3 separate regions of the Sus scrofa genome follow, and all the other regions are linked to region 2. Evidence: chromatin contacts called from public promoter capture Hi-C data. All regions are on one chromosome and are shown on one strand. The core of a region is the stretch at or near the end of the contact, and the rest is flanking DNA. Distances in the headings are between cores, read along the strand shown. Region 1 holds the start of SLC19A2 (solute carrier family 19 member 2). Region 2 holds the start of TIPRL (TIP41-like protein). Region 3 holds the start of BLZF1 (golgin-45).

What was found. Promoter capture Hi-C pulls out the DNA fragments that hold promoters and counts their contacts.
Region 1: a contact with region 2 is called in a promoter capture Hi-C map of fetal skeletal muscle, with 4 times the contacts expected there. The contact joins the promoter of SLC19A2 here to the promoter of TIPRL in region 2. A contact is called at or near these places in 1 of 5 promoter capture datasets (fetal skeletal muscle) and 1 of 47 Hi-C or Micro-C datasets (heart right ventricle).
Region 3: a promoter capture Hi-C map of fetal skeletal muscle shows a contact between it and region 2, with 6 times the contacts expected there. The contact joins the promoter of BLZF1 here to the promoter of TIPRL in region 2. A contact is called at or near these places in 2 of 5 promoter capture datasets (fetal skeletal muscle and liver), 3 of 47 Hi-C or Micro-C datasets (heart right ventricle, liver and skeletal muscle) and 1 of 2 datasets of contacts at active chromatin or transcription factors (alveolar macrophages).

The regions. Positions count from the first base shown.
Region 1 is chr4:81,508,835-81,511,534 of Sscrofa11.1, reverse strand. It overlaps SLC19A2 (solute carrier family 19 member 2), which reads right to left and starts at 1,314. Exons shown (of 6, transcript NM_001142667.1): 1 at 1,035-1,314. The coding sequence starts at 1,238.
Region 2 is chr4:82,793,396-82,796,095 of Sscrofa11.1, reverse strand. TIPRL (TIP41-like protein) reads left to right here and starts at 1,331. Exons shown (of 7, transcript XM_001928523.5): 1 at 1,331-1,646. The coding sequence starts at 1,543. LOC100525571 (a long non-coding RNA gene) reads right to left here and starts at 1,296. Exons shown (of 3, transcript XR_001308291.2): 1 at 1,144-1,296.
Region 3 is chr4:81,638,406-81,641,105 of Sscrofa11.1, reverse strand. It overlaps BLZF1 (golgin-45), which reads left to right and starts at 1,318. Exons shown (of 7, transcript XM_003355067.4): 1 at 1,318-1,693. It overlaps NME7 (nucleoside diphosphate kinase 7), which reads right to left and starts at 1,199. Exons shown (of 13, transcript XM_021089439.1): 1 at 1,065-1,199. The coding sequence starts at 1,067.

The DNA of each region.
Region 1 (2,700 bases), core at 65-2,564, 1.3 Mb after region 2:
CCTCAGTTTTCATGCTTTGTAGTGTTCAAGGGAAAGGATGCTGAATCTGCTTTATTTGGGCCTTGTGGTAGCACCTTAAATTTAACTCCTTCTTCAGTTAATATCTTCTTCAAAAAACAAGTGTTGAGATTGACCATACACTTTAAAGAGTTAAATACATTTTTAAAGCACACCATGCACTTCTGGAGTACTTAAATATCCTCCCAGGGAAAATCACTCAGCAAGAAGTTCTTGATCATGGACTATGTACTCTCAATTACTCTGAACACAGCAGAACAGAAAGGAGCAAGACTAACATCCGTGAAGCAACAATTCACAATGCCAGAAGAACTCTAATTAAATTCCAACTATGTGACAACACCTAAATATCTGCTTTTATCCCAGGAGGTTGGTAGAGGTGAGAGGCAGGGCATATTCTAGGACATAGTCTCACGCAATTAAAAATCAAGACGAGATAAGGGATGGGTTCTTGTCCTATACAGTCCTTATCTGAGTACATCTATCTGTCAAGGGTAAACAAAGTAAGGTAGGGGAAGGAAGAGGGTACAGTAGGTAGAGGGAAGATCCTTTCAGAAAACAGGAGTTGCCTTGCATCTGTTTCCTTACTTTCAGGCAGCAAATATTTATTTAAACCTTCACTATGTTCGAAGTACAACCTGCTGTTTTCCCTTTTTTCTCCAAATATTCTTCTCCTCCCCGCCCCCCTCCCACTACTGGTTCAGTCTGAGCAGAGTTACACAGTTACAGCATCATCCGCACATCGCCTGAAGCACAAGGGCACTAGGGTTTCCGAACTGCGTTCCGAACCCTTCACCTGAAACATGTCCTATAAATTCAACGGAGGACAGAAAAACAGCATGAATTACGGCAGCGCCCAGCAAGAAGCCTTTTTTCAAAGAGGAACATTCAGGAATCTCTCCCCAGAATGGCTCCTGGGGCTCAAGCGCCTTTCTCAGTCCTGTCTTTCAACCGCACCCGCCTCGGCCCGCCCGTCCCCTCTGCCAGCGGAGCCAGCGTCCTCCCGCCGCGCCTACCTCCCTCTCCGTCAGGTTTTTGTCGGGCCCCAGCAGGTAGGGGGTCAGGAAGGGCTCAGACGGCCTGAGGCTGGCGAAGAAGCCGTAGGCGCAGATCAGCGCGGTGGGCAAGAACCAGCATTCGCGCGGGACCCGAGCCGTGCGCAGGAGCACGGTTGCGGCCGCCGCCGCCGCCCGCCGGGACACCGGGCCGGGCACATCCATCCGGGGCGCGAGGGACGGGGACCCGGCCCCTTCCTGCTCCTTTTCGTCTTCCACCAACTGGAGTCAGGTTGAAGCACTGCCCCAGTGCGGGCACCTGCGATCGTAAGTGTTTCCTCCTCCCGGCAGGGCCAAGCACTTCTGGGATGGCCGCCTCCGACCGCAGAACCTCTCAGCTTTTCCTGGCAGCAGGATCTTCACGTGTCGCCGCCCGCAGCGCCACGGAAAACCTGACACTCCCGAAGACCCACCTTCCGCCACCGCCTCCCCGCTGGGAGCCAATCACAGCGGACGTAGGGCATTGGCTTCTCTTCTATTGGTCACAAGCTGGGAGCCCGGGGCGGTGGCGGTGGCTGCAACACGCCTGGCGGCTGACGTCCTCTGGTTCGGGCGCCGAGGACTTGGAGGACTCAGCTCCTAACGCGACTGCTTGTGGTTTCGGCGCGCGACGGTCAGGCGGCGATCGGCCCGCCCACGCTGGAGGTCGGCTCGGTCATGCTCAGTGCAGCAGCTCACCTTTCCGGAGTGCTCCATGTGGGCTTTATCCCCACGGAGAGGAAAACGCTGTTCCAGTCTTCTCTCTCATTTTTAAACGCAGTCCCTCTCTGGACGTCCGCTCACATTCTCCTCAAGCGGCCAGCGCGGGGCAAAGATTTAACCTTGAGGCGGAAGAATGCTCTATTTTTCTTCCAGCGGCTTTCAGTCTGTAGATTGTATTCATCTGCAGTAAAAAGACATGGGAAGCCTGGAACCTAAGCAGTTCAGGGCGTTTACCAAAAGACCGAGCTGGAAAACGATAAAATACTGTGAAAAGAATGAATGAGCTAGTCACTTAACAGAAGGACCATGATGGAGTTCTAATTAAGGGTATTAGCTTTATTTCATTACTTTTTGTAAGCGGGGTACAAAGAAAGTAAACATAATTGTAGATATATCCTGTGTTTAAAGGGTAAGGGGGAAATCCCGAGTCATTAAAGCAACAGCAAAGTATCACCTCTTTATTAAAAAAAAAAAGTCTTGGCATAGTTTTCAAGGGCAAAGCTTGAAAATACCCAGGGTTTGCTTTCACTTCTCTCTTTTTCTGCCTGACTCAGCTTGACGGTATCCCAGTCCTTTCACTGCAGACCAAGCTGCACCAAAAGCAATTTCTCCTGTGCAGTATTTGTAGAGTACAGATACTGCCAGAAGCTCACAGAAAACATTTTGAACTGTTTTGCTTTATGTATATCACGAATCATCTCAAATTCCCTTCTGAGTCAGCAAATGACCCTTTTTGCAAAGAGGATACTTTTTGCTATCAGCCACAAAAAATGACTCTCTCTACCACATGGAAGGACATACCAGTAAAGGGAATGGAGATTTGTTTCTAAGACTGTGCAGTGAATGCACTGAAATGTGTGAGTTGATTAATCACTGAAGGAATGAAGTTGTTGGTATTTGCATCTATCAGTGGGCCTCAAAGTGT
Region 2 (2,700 bases), core at 82-2,581:
ATCATCCCAGGTTAGGGAAAGGGATGGGGGCTGGAGAATCTATAGTTCTAAAAGGTGCCAGGTTGACTCTGAAATGGGACAGGTCTGAGTATGACAGTTTCAAGCAGATAGAACAGCAAGAGTAAGGGCCCAAAGGTTGGGCTGAGTGCTGGTGAGTAGGGCTGAGAGGGAGTTGAAAATGGGGCCAGAAAGAAAGATTTGGGAGAAGTTCCCATTGTGGCAAAGCGGAAACGAATCCAACTAGTATCCTTGAGGATTCAGGTTTGATCTCTGGCCTTGCTCCAGTGGGTTAAGGATCAGGCATTGCCGTGAGCTATGGTGTAGGTAGCAGATGATGCTCAGATCCAGCATTGCTACGGCTGTGGTGCAGGCTGGTAGGTGTAGGTTGGATTTGACCCCTAGCCTGGGAACCTCCACATTCCTTGGGCACAGACCTAAAAAGCCAAAAAAAAAAAAAAGATTTGATAGACACCCTAAGAGCAAGGGATTTTTTTTTTTTTCTAATTTATTTTGGCCCCGCTGGCATGTGGGAGTTCCCAGGCCAGGAAAGCATACTATTTTAGGCAGCTGAAGCCAAAATCATTAGTTAAGTGGTTTGCCAAGGATGCATAAAACATCATTGTAAAAGATGATTTAGTACGGGTCTAAAGTGCTGTTTCCACTATACCAGATGCTTAGGTGATAGCTAGACCAGGAAAGTCCTGAAATGTCTGAACGATGAATTCTTTTTTTAGGGCCACACCCACGGCATAAGGAGAGTCCCAGGCCAAGGGTCAAATAGGAGCTATAGCTGCCGGCCTATGCCACAGTCACCGCAATGCCAGATCCCTTAACATACTGACTGAGCGAGGCCAGGGATCGAACCCGCAACCTCATGGGTCCTAGTCGGATTAGTTTCCGCTGCGCCACGACAGGAATTCCTGAATGAGGAAATTTTTGATAGGAGTCTTAATCGATAGCAGCTAGATGTCCAATTCTGGGTCACGTAGCTCTTGATGTTGACCTAAGCTCCTGGACTCTTAAGTGATTTTAAAATTTTGGCCTCAATGGGAAAATGTAGGGCATTTCCTCTCTACCCTAATTCACCAACACGCGAGGTAACTCGCTGCTTTGCAAAGTTGGCTAGGATCACGTTCAACTCACCTTTTCCACCGTGGAGCTTCCATTAAACATGCCCTGAGACGACGTCATTGCAGCAGCTCAGGGAGCGGTGCACCCCGACCACACCTCCTGAGTCGAGGCCTCTCCCCTCAGCATTTTCTCACCGCCTTTTTCCCGGTGCGTCTTGACGTAATACGTAGGTCACGCAACCTTGGCAACTGCTCCCGGAAGCAAAACCCGAGGGGCGGAGAAGAAGGTGGAAAGTTGGGCCTGCGTCCGGGTCGGCCGGCAGGGGGCGGGGCCGGGCATGGTAACGGCTGGGAAGCCGAGGGGGCTGGGCCGGAGCAAGGCGGAGGGAGCGGTGTCCGCTACCGCTGTCGCTGCCGCTGCCACCGCTGCTCCAACCTGTTCTGCGTAGCCCACGCGGGCTCCATCGCAGCCATGATGATCCACGGCTTCCAGAGCAGCCACCAGGACTTCTCCTTCGGGCCCTGGAAGCTGACGGCATCCAAGACCCACATCATGAAGTCAGCGGATGTAGAGAAGTGAGACTCCAGGGCTGAGATCCGGGCGCGGGCTGGGGAGCTGGGCCTGCGCGGGAGGCAAGGGCGAGCTCCCCGCAGCCCCAGCCTTCCTCTGGGGCGGAGGCTTGGACGGGACCTTTGAATGGCAACACCAGGAAATATTGCTATCACTGCCTTCTGTCCTTCGGTTCAGGTTTCAGGCGCTGCCTTCGTGAAACTGTCATTCCGCTTGGGTTTGAGCAGAGCATGACTGTTCCGGTGGACTTTCGCCTCCCATGGTTCTCTACCTGCCCCAGCCTGCGCCACCTTTAGACTATTTCTGGGTGGCTGTGACCTCTTTTCTTGGGGTTTAATAACGGAGATGATATATATGCTTGATTTTTAGCTTGTCAGGTGCTATGCCAGGCATTTAAGATACAGAAGACAATCCCGACCTCGAGGAACTCAGTCTTGTGAGAATGACAGTTATAATACAGTGTGAATTGATAGAAGTGTATATACAGGGTTATTCGAGATTATTTAGGGAAACAAGGCATGCGGGAAATTGGGATGTCTGCACTGAATCTTGATAAAGTCGGTGGAATTGGGTGAGGGTGGAAGGCATGTGTAAAGGTGGAGGGCCAGGGAAAGTGACAGCTGTGCCGCGTTTGTGATGCCTGAGCTCGACAGAATTTGGGGGTGACAGGAGACACGTGTAAAGCTGGGAGGTCAGAGAGAGTGGGAGCCTTAAAGCACTGTTTCTGTGTGATTGCAGCATGAAGGATCGGAGGGGGACTGCTGTTGTGAGAAGCCAGAGGCAAGCAGGTCCTTGGGCAGTAAAGATAACTGAGAGAACTTTTATGCCGGGCTAAGGAGTTTTGATTTGGGGGCGGGGGGGCTATGCTCGGGACATGTGGAAGTTCCCTGGCCAGGGATGGAATCCACACCACAGCAGCAACCCAATCCCCTGTAGTGACAGCAGCTGGATCCTTAATCTGCTGCACCACAAGAGAATTTAAGTAGTTTTGAGTTTTATCTGACTACCACTGGGGGTCTTTTTTTTTTTTAAGTGTTTGGCCTCACCTGTGGCACATGG
Region 3 (2,700 bases), core at 69-2,568, 1.2 Mb after region 2:
AATAAAATCTAGAGCAAAGATGGAAGCATTATCCTTCAATACCTGTTTCTCTGAACTAGAAACACAAGACCTAACAGAGAAAGAAGGGGTGGTGGGTGGATCTCTGTTTGTTGTTGCTGTTCTTTCTTTCTAGAGCCACACCTGTGGCATATATAAGTTCCCTCGCTAGGAGTCCAATCCGAAGCCTACACCACAGCAATGCCAGGTTCTGGCTAAATCCTAAGCGGCAGCTTGCAGCAATGCCAGATCCTTCACCCACTGAGCGAGGCCAGGGATCAAACCCACATCCTCATGGATACTACTCTGGTTTTTAATGCATAGAGCCACAACGGGAACTCTGGGTGGGTCTCCATATTTAATTTCATAGCCATACCTGGCATTCTCGAACATGTGATCGAATGAAAATCATCTATAGGCTTTTTTAAAAATGCAAATATGGAGCCTGTTTCTATTCATGCAGAATTTCTGAAGGTGAAGCTCTAGCAAGTGAATTTTCCAGAAGTGATTTCCAAGTGATATTATGGAGTATTCCTGTTAAAAGGTAATCAACTGTATAATTTAGGGCTAGTGCAAAATGCAGCTATTATTAGGTGGCCCTTAGGGTGTGGAACGGTACTCGGCCCTCAAGAGAGCAAAGACTACAGGATTCAGAGAGATTCGGATCAGTCATGAAAAAGTCAAATAAACATCACCACATACTTTTAAATGAAGCGTGTTAAAGTGAAGCTGAGAGGTTGAAAAAAATGCAATGATGAAAAATGCATACATCTCCAATGTTTGACCGAAATAAGGTCTCACCTCAGACTACTAGACTCCGTGTCTTAGCCTTAAACTTCCTGTCACAATACTCTACAGGCTCAGCAGGACCAAAGTGTAATTCAGGGTGCTGCAAGAAGTAGGGAAAGCGAGGAAATTGCACGGACAGTTCCTGGAAAGGGACAAAGAAATAACCAGCCGAAGGTAGAAGCGATCTGGATGCCTCTCAACGCCCAGACGCCCCAGGACCTGGGACAAAGCATAAACAAGACCGCGATGCCTTTCTTCTGACACCGCCTTGCACTCACCATCGCCTCGGGATCTCAGCACCAGGAAATAGGTAACTTTGCGACTGGAAAACACCTACACCAACACCAACGCCAGGTTACTCTGGCAACAGAGCCCCACCTACTGCCGGACTCGGAGCGGGCCGCCACTACCCCGCCCCTTTGTCCTTAGTGGCTGGGAGTAAATAGAGCTCCGCCCACCCAGCCGACCGACCCGCCCCTTCACGCCGTAGCTTGGAGCAACGGAACACCACCTACCTCTTTCCAGCATCATCACTTCCGTTTGGTTGAAAGGCGACCCGGAAGTTCAGGCTTATATGCGGCTAGGGTCCAAGTATTCTTTTTTTTATTTTTTAATAAGAGTCTACCCAGTTTTGTTTTACTGAAGTCTTGAATCGTATATTCTGCGTCACTGCGTCACTTGAGTTTAAATGGCACCAAAAGTGTTTTCCTTCTGAAAAGTATTCCGGAAACGAAACCCTGAGTAATCGGAAGTAATTAGCCGTGAACCAAAAGCTTGATGTCCCCAAGGTTGGGGCGGATCGGCTTCGGAATGCTAGAGGAGTGTGCGCGGAAGTTAACCCGTGATATCTAGCCAAAGAACCTGTAAAGTGAGGCCCCCTGCAATTGGGAGAGTAAGAATCTGAGAGGTAAGTCCAGGAAAGGGCTTGTGTAACTGAGAGGGGATTTTGGAAAGGGACAGAGGTTTGGATTGAAGTGTGTTGTTCATTCAGTCGCTTTAGATTTAAGGAAAGGTTGCCCGTTGTTCCAGGAAGGTTTGTTCAGACAGGGACGGAACTTTGGATTTGACTTCTGGGGATGGCAGAGGTTGACAGGATTGTCGCTTCCACTCCTGCCACCTTCATACCTGTTACACACTCCAGACCCACCCCCACCCCCTTCAATTAGTATTTGCCTGCAGACCTTTGTACATTTCCCTGCGCATCTTCCGAGGGTTCATTGCTCTTGCGAAGGGTCTTTGGAGAGCTATTTTTCAGAACAGTGGCGGCGGGGGTGTGACTTTTAAGGAAGGTAGGCACGGAAGACGCTATGCTGAGTTATATCGAGTACTCAAGAGTTATCATTTTTGTGAGTGAAACCATTTGTCATCTAGTGCCTGGTTCATCATTCGTGATCACTGCATTAGTATTACCTTCCTTCTCATGTTCTCGCCTGAATCTTAGTAAGACTAAGATTTAGTAAGGTCATGCATACATTCTGAAAATATATGCTATGACATTTTAATTTTTACCAAGAAATGCAAATTAAGTTATTATGAATTTTTTGTCACTTGTTAAACATCTAAACAGAAGCTCCTCTGTCATGTAGTGAACAAAATAGTGTCCATGTCTCCTGAGAAGGTAATTACTTTAATACCTTTTTTTTTCCCCTTTTTTGGGCTGCATCCGCAGTATTTGGAGTTTCCTAGGCTAGGGGTGGAATCCGAGCTAAGCTGCTGGCCTACAACACAGCCACAACAGCACACTATCCAAGCTGTCTCTGCGACCTACACCGAAGCTCATGGCAACACCAGTTCCTTAACCTACTGATCTAGGCCAGGGATTGAACCCGCAACCTCACGGTTGCTAGACGGATTCGTTTCCACTGCACCAGGACTGGAATTCCTAATTACTTTTAAGTTCCTGGTATCTATCAA